Linked DNA regions of Rattus norvegicus: region 1 is linked to region 2. A link is a contact called in public Hi-C data. All regions are on one chromosome and are shown on one strand. The core of a region is the stretch at or near the end of the contact, and the rest is flanking DNA. Distances in the headings are between cores, read along the strand shown.

What was found. Hi-C and Micro-C count contacts between places; a contact is called where the count stands out from the background.
Region 1: a contact with region 2 is called in a Hi-C map of kidney, with 2.9 times the contacts expected there. The contact joins the promoter of Cfap77 here to the promoter of Ddx31 in region 2. A contact is called at or near these places in 8 of 12 Hi-C or Micro-C datasets (the A7r5 cell line, Schwann cells, frontal cortex and 4 more).

What each region holds. Positions count from the first base shown.
Region 1 is chr3:32,777,133-32,780,984 of GRCr8, reverse strand. Cfap77 (cilia and flagella associated protein 77) reads left to right here and starts at 1,724. Exons shown (of 6, transcript NM_001127563.1): 1 at 1,724-1,949. The coding sequence starts at 1,755.
Region 2 is chr3:32,568,482-32,572,347 of GRCr8, reverse strand. Ddx31 (DEAD-box helicase 31) reads right to left here and starts at 1,352. Exons shown (of 20, transcript NM_001107824.2): 1 at 1,140-1,352. The coding sequence starts at 1,148. Gtf3c4 (general transcription factor IIIC subunit 4) reads left to right here and starts at 1,659. Exons shown (of 5, transcript NM_001109473.1): 1 at 1,659-2,117. The coding sequence starts at 1,773.

The sequences.
Region 1 (3,852 bases), core at 475-2,974, 210 kb before region 2:
TTAGAGTCACAGGCAGTTGTTGTGAGCTGCCATGTGGGTGCTGGGCATTGAAACCAGGTCCTCTGGAAGAGCAGGCAGTACTCTTAACCATTGAGCCTCCAAAAAGAATTCTTATTTTTTCATATGGACTGCATAATAGACATCATTACTGCACCATGTTACAATCCATGAGCGTGGAGCTGGAGGAGAGCTTATTGGTTAAGAACACTTGTTTGCCTTGCAGAGGACCCAGCACTATACCGAGGCTCACAAACATCCATTGCTCTGGTTCCAGAGCATCCAGAATCCTCTTCTGACTTCCGCAGGCATCAGGCAGACATAGATGCATTAACACATGTGCTGACAAATATACTCATACACATAAATCTGTAAAGAGTCTTTATAACAGAGCTGTGGACTTGCAAAGCTTCATTACACATCTTTTTTTTTTCTTCTGGAGCTGGGGACCGAACCCAGGGCCTTGCACTTGCTAGGCAAATGCTCTACCACTGAGCTAAATCCCCAACCCCTTTATTACACATCTTTAATCCAGCCCTCAGGCATCGGAGGCAAATGGATCTCTGAGTTCCAGGCCAGTGAGGGCTGCACAGTGACAACCCTCTCCTAATCAGTAGCCATGGTGAGGACCTGGTCATATCCCAAAGTGCCCTTGACAGTTAATGGTTGTTGGGGGGCAAGGAGGACTTTATGTCCTAGTGTAAGTCACCCTCTCCTATGCTTAGGTCAGCAGCCTTAACTGAATTCAGTGGGGCACAAAATGATACCTGAGAGTGGAAGAGGGACTTGCTGACCAGAAGGGTTCAGCAACTGGGGAGAGGAATAAGGAGATGGTATGAACACAGCTCGTCATGCTTACGCATGAAATTGTTAAATGGTTTTTAAAATGCCCCAAGAGAAAATGCCTTCGATACAGGTTGAAATCTTCAGGGTCTACAGTGGTTCGCCTTGAATGAGAATGGTGTCATCTATTTAAACAGTTGTTTTCCAGTTGGTGGAGATGTTTGGAGAGGTCTAGAGGTATGGCCTTCCTGGAGTAGGTCACTGGGGTTTCAAAGTCTCCTGCTATTTCCAGTGTTCTCTCCCTCTCCCTCCCTCCCTCCTGCATGATTGGGGAGTTCAGGATGTGAGGTCTCAGAAACCTTTTCTAGCCACCATACCAGCCTGCCACAGGGGACCCGTATCCCTTTAGAACCATAAGCAGGAATAAACTCTTCCTTCTCTAGTTGTTCCTTGTCCTGGTGTTTTATCACAGAGGGAGAGGGAGAGGGGGAAGGAACTGTGACTAGAGTGGGGTAGTTAGAGGGAGGGTGTAAGCCAAGGATAAACCTCTTTTCTTTTAACACAACCTAGATTCGATTCTTGGGTTTTTCCATATGGACTCGAGACAAGTCTAAAAGGTCTCTGTGGTTGCTAAGAATTTCTGGAAAGAAAACCGGAAGCTCCTGAGCTGTTGGCGTCCTGTCGCCAAGGAGACGGGACATTCCATTTCTCTGAAAGGGGTAGTCTAGACACTCTTCCCTGTCTCAATCTGCAGCGAGGTGCCCAAATCTCTCCGAAGAACTGGCGGGGTTTAAGCGTTCGACGGAGGCTCCGCAGGTGGGCGCGCTCTGCTCCGGAGTCTGCTTTGCCACGGGGTACACCCCAGGGTCCCCGTGGTGCAGCCCGGAGCGCGCGCACGCTCGGGGCTGGGGTCCTCAGACAGCGCAGAACTCTGTGGACTTTGCAGCCAGGGTCTGATCCCGGAGACCCCCAGGATGCCTGACCCGGGGAAACCCCGGAAAGACCTCTCGCGATGGAAGAAGAAGAAGCAGCCCGTGCACCGCACGGTCAGCCAGATCTGCCCGCCGCCCCGACGGCCGCTGACGGTGGTCGACATCCGCCCGGGCATGGAGAACGAAAGGCTGGGGGTCGTGCGTGACTCCATGTTTCAGAACCCGCTCATTGTCAAGGTGAGCGCCCGGGCGCGATCGTCCCCTCCGCGGGCACCGACGCCGCCGATGGTTTCCGGCTGCTGAACCCCCTGTCCTCAGGGCCCAGGGTTTGGGCGCAGTGTTGGAAACTTGCTCTGGGGTGGAACAGGCCTGGACTCTCTGCAGTCGTAGCCGGTCCCTGAACCTCAGGAACCTCTGTGTCTCAAGTGGCACACGTTAGTGGGGTCTTTCCCCACGACTTGGAAAGACTATGGATAGAGCAATATCTACGGGGCTCGATCTACCCGCAGGGTGATAGATCTCAGGTACCCATCCTTGCCCTTGCCACCCAAGACCCACCTTCCCCAGCACCTCTGGTCTACAATGCAGCAGGTGCTCTGGGACTCTCGCGGAAGCATCACATCACCACCCTAAGTGTGTCGGGATGTGGGATCCAAACCCCTCTAGGAGACAGGGCTGGCACTCGCGTGGGAGCAGCGTTTATAGACGGATCACTTTCCCTTTCAGTGCCAGTTCCCCGCACCTTTGTTTGTTTTCCTGCCTGCCTGAAAACTACACGTGGCGGTGGACTCTTTACGCGCGGGGAGACAGAAAAAGTAAAGTTGAAGTTTAGTGGAGCAAATTTATATTGTGCCGCTAGAGGGCAGTATGCTTCTAAAAATGAGCTCGGTTTCCCAGGTTCCGGAGAGGGATGGGCGCGCTGATGGTTTCTCTGACTATAGGCAGACTTATATAATTAGAACTTTCTGGGCTAATTAAAGCTCCTCGGAGGATAGAATCTAGATACAGTGAACCCGTGCAGCAGCATTCTTAGCACTGGCCCTCTGAGTTGTCTCTACAGTGGAATAGGTCTTGCTTACTTCTTCGATTACTAATCTCAGCAGGGACCTGGGACAGACAGTTGGAATTCATTGCCTTAGGCCAAGGAGAAAATCAAGTACCGCCTATCAATGGCAGTACTAATAATTTTCCAACATTACTTCTATCTATCTATCTATCTATCTATCTATCTATCTATCTATCTATCTATCTATCTACATCCCAAATGCTGCCCTCCCCTCACCTCTGTCCTCCCTCCAAGAGTTCCTCCCTTACCCCTCCCCTCTGAGAGTGCATTCCCCGTCCCCGCTGTTATCCTCCTGACCTGGTGCATCTAGTCCAACATCGCTTTAAGCAGGTGTCACTAGTGTGCAGCTCCTTCCCACTTAAATATGAGAGGAAGGGCATTATAGAGTCACTTCCACAGTGAATTCTTGGGTAACGTTCATACCAGGTGACACATATATATGTATATCTGCATTCACTTGTATATATGTCTAGCACACACATGTGTTATATATTTCTCACTATATGTTTAGCATTTGTACGTAGATGTATAAACTACAATGCGTGTCAATACAACATGTGAATACCGCCCCTCTTCCCCTTTGCTTTCTCCCTGGCTGTAATGAATGACAGCATTTGGCCTGTAGGTGGCGCTAACTTGACAGCCTTCAGGAGGAATTCCATCCTTGTTTCTGGAAGAGAGTTTAGGAATGATCTTTTTTTTTTTCTTTTCTTTTCTTTTCTTTTCCTTTCTTTTTTTTTTAAATGGGTGATGATTGATCCACCAATGGGGTTCTGTTTTCAGGCTGTCCTGGTCCCTGATCCCTGGTCCCACCAATAGCAGGGGCCCCGTGTTAACACTCTTTGTGACAGGGCTTGGGACACTCTTACAAGTAGCAGCAGGGGGCAGTCTTTTCCTCCAGTTGTTCTTGGTGTTGGAAGCTCAGCTAGCTGTTAGGATGTCCGCATTCAATATTTGCCTCTTCCTGTAAGATCTTCCATCAAAACTCAGCCAGTATAAAAGTTGGCAGAGAGAGAGAATGTGAAAAGGAAGCCGGCTACTCCCTGTTGCCTCTTCTAAACCAGTGCATGGGGA
Region 2 (3,866 bases), core at 103-2,602:
CAAGGTACAAGTTCCTTCTCCAGGGCTGGGCATATCCAATGCTGCTGACCTAAGGCAGCCACATACTTCCTCAAATGGAAACAAGCAAAGCTGCTTTTATTTCTATGACTGGCAAAGTAGCAACTGCCTCTAAGGACCTGACAATATGCAGTCATTGCTGGTATTATCCCATTGGAGCCTCCTAACAATATTCTAAGAAACAAATTAGTGTTCCTATTTATGGAGAGGAGAGACTAACTCCCCCAAAGTCATACAGGGTACCGTGTTCCATCTCTAATAGCTACTACTGTGTTCCAAAACTGACATCTACAATAGCCCAGGTCTACTCTACTATAAATCTTATGCCCCCTCCTCCACTATTCTGAAGATTATCTGTATTTTTCCTCCCACATAGATTCAGCTATCCCAATGGCCGGCTTGCTGAAGACTCCTTACTTCTAACCATCCAAGGACCCTTAATAAGGTCCCTCCTTCCTTCTACCAAGGTGAAACTAGGCAGTGGGTGTTAGTCAATGGAGGTTAACAACACTGGTTGACCTGAAACTGGCTGGCAATTTGCATTTCAGTTTCACTGGCATTAGATTATTATTTTTTGAGTGAGGGGGTAAAGCCTATCACATCTTCCTAGACTGTCAAGAAGACAAACCAGCTACCCTAAAACCATCTTTTTGCTGTAGGAGTTACTTTTCTCCTCTCTAGGGAACGGATTATAATGACTGTATATTTTTTTCCTGACACGTGGATGAAAACCTCCAGTTTAAAAAGTTCTTCAAAGAAATGAGTCCGGTCTCCATTCCTAACAGATTTGACCCTTCTTGCCAGCAGAAGACGTGGCTCCCGGCAGTTAAGACCTGTCAAAGCTCATGTCTCAGGCATTATTTCCCAGCTTGCATACACCCAGCCTCCAATCCTTACGCTGACTAGTCCTCCCATTTAGTCTCAGGAACTTGACTAGTTACTACAGCCTCCGATCATAACCTGTCTAACTAAGTTCTCTGGAGCCCGCCGGTCTCTTGCCCCCAAGGTGGGGTTCGCGGTTCATCCACGTGTTTCCGAGAGCTGTCCGCCAGTCCCTCTAGACACCTTGAAGAACCCAATCCTGATCAGTGCTGCAGCTCCCGGGTTGGGTTTGTACTCACCCGCCTCATCTTGGTGTGGGTGCGTCCGAAGCACGTCCTGGGAGGCCGGTCGGAGAGAGCTTCAGGCTGTAGCCAAAGTCCGAGCTCAGAGCCACAGACCGAGCAGGAGGCCCGAGCAGCACGTGGAGAGTAAGATTCTTCGCAGCTGTTGCCCGTCCGCCGCCGCCCCTTCCGGGTCCGGGAGCCAAGGCTGCAGGCACCGGCCGGAGACAAGAGGCCCCGAACTCCTCCGAAACCGGAAGAGGCCGCGCGCCGCCCACCCAGCGGGAACTCCCTCAGCCACCACGCTGGTCTTCGCAGTATTTCAGTCACCCACGGAAACTCACTCTCCCGTGGGCTCTTAGTCGGGCCTAGCACCCAGTCTCTAGGAAAAGTGACTCGCTGAAGCTCCCACCTTCTCCGCTTGTCCGCAGGCGCGCCGCGGGTCAGCTCTCCCGGAGCGCACTTTCCAGACAGGCAGTTCTGCGGCCACCTAGCAGGGTGGCGTTGCCTAGCAACGACGGGGTCCTTTCTGGCTCAGTGGCGCTCGGGACCTGCGGGGATCGAACGGCCGCGGAGGGCTCTGGGAGCGGCCGAGCGACGGTGGCGAGCGCTCGGTGTGCCCGGTAACTCGACCTCCTCGCCCGGAGTAAGATGAGCGAGGCGGACCAAGCCCGGGTGGGGCCCAAGGCCGACGAACCTTCGTCGCCCGCAGAGGAGAAGGACGAAGGGGGCGGGAAGGAGGCGGCTGCCGACGCGGCCCCGGGGCCCAGCGCCTCGTTTCGCCTCATGGTGACTCGGCGGGAGCCTGCCGTGAAGCTGCAGTACGCTGTGAGCGGGTTGGAGCCGCTCTCCTGGTCTGAGGACCACCGTGTGTCTGTGTCCACGGCCCGCAGCATCGCCGTGCTAGAGCTTATCTGCGATGTGCACAACCCAGGCCAGGACCTGGTGATCCACCGCACCTCGGTACCCGCTCCTCTCAACAGCTGCCTCCTCAAGGTAAGTCACCTCCACCGGTTCTCCCGCGGACGCGCCACGGATCCCAAAGGTAGCCCGACCTGCACCTGACTCTAGGATTCCCTGCGCATCCAACTCTGAAGAATGAAAGGACTAGCATTGCCGCAGCTTTTTAAAAGCCTTGAAAGCTTTTGCGCTGTTAATAGACACCCCCCGCCCCGAGCCAGGATCCGCTATCTATTCTATTCCTTCTTGCTTGGTGGAACAACTATCGCCGTTTGTCCCGGTTTTTCTGGGACTCTTGTGACTCCACCCCCAATGACCCAACCCCTGACCTGTCTCTACCGTTGCTCCTATTGTCTGGGGCCAATTCCCAGAGGCCCTGGGCTGGCTTTGTTTTTTATACTGTATTGCAAGCGCTCTCCTCTCGCGCCACTTTTGCTTTTAGAAGAAAAACTGGTCTATTTCGTTGTCTTACCTGTTTGACAGTTTCATTGTGAACGGTCCTTGAATCTCCTTGAGTAGACAGCTCTAAATCTTTGGAAGTTGGATGAAAACTAAAACCTCGGAGAGCATCCAGTGCTTAGATTTCTAAACTCTAAATTTAGTGCCTTCAACTTCATATAACCCAAGTTTGCTCCCGAACTTTAGGGTTTCTAAAGTTTTGTTTTATAAATGTACATTTTCAAACATGGTTTACTTTAGTGAGCAATGTTTCTTTTCATAGCCTAGAAGTGCAAAAGCTTACTTTTATTTCTACTTCTGTATGTATATACAGTATGCAATCAATCAAGTTGAGTAGGTGTCCACCAAGTTCTAGGATAAATCAGAGTAGACAGCCCCTGCTCTCAAGGAACCTACATCCTTTGGCAGGTCATGAACAAATAATGTAGTCTAATAGCAAGGAGTGCTAAAAAGCTATATGTGCATATAGCGGTATGCTTACTTGAAAGTAAAGTTGTTCAATACTCTTCTAGACAGTCATTCCAAATCTAGGCAGTTAGTCACGGTACCATTTGAGTAGCCCTCATGAGCTCTTTTTAGCACACTTGATTCAAATTTCAAATACAATGTTGAATGTGGATAATGTTTTTGTTCTTTCTTTCTTTCTTTCTTTCTTCCTTCCTTTCTTTCTAATAGCATCTTGAGCTTGATAATCTTGTCTGGAATTACTACAGGCTTACAGATTTAATTAGCCAGCTTGACTGAGTGAGCCATGTAAGCTCTTCTTAAAGAACAACTGAATGAAATGATTCAAATGTACACTGATAGTGCTGTAGTACCATTTAAGTGATACACATAGGGAGGGAAACGGAAGAAAGGTGCTCTGGACAGCTGCACCCTCTGCTGAAAGGATTGCTTCAGTGGATATTCCAGTGCCCGCCAGTTAGGGAAAATCTGCACCTAGATGGTAAAAACTGACTGAGTTTGGTGAAAGGAATAGGAGTGGGGAGACACATCAGGGAAGATCACTGAGTCTGTAGCAGTCCTAAGAAATGGCAGTGTTTGGTTTATCAGGAAGCTCAGAAAGGCCACTCAAGGTGGCAAGCAAGGCATCCCGTCATAGATCTCCCATCGTAAGTGGAACAGTGTGACTGTTGCTTGAGTATTGATGGATTGCCTAGAGCTGAAGAATTCTTTCTAGAGTCAAGAAAGTGACACCAGTTTAGAGACTAGGAAGGTTAGTCCAGGAAGTTTCTTGAGTGCTGTTTCAGTTCATGAGGATAGAATGATCTAGTGTAGTTTAAGAGTATGAGACTGCTTGGGCTGGAGGTAAGCAGATGATTGCAG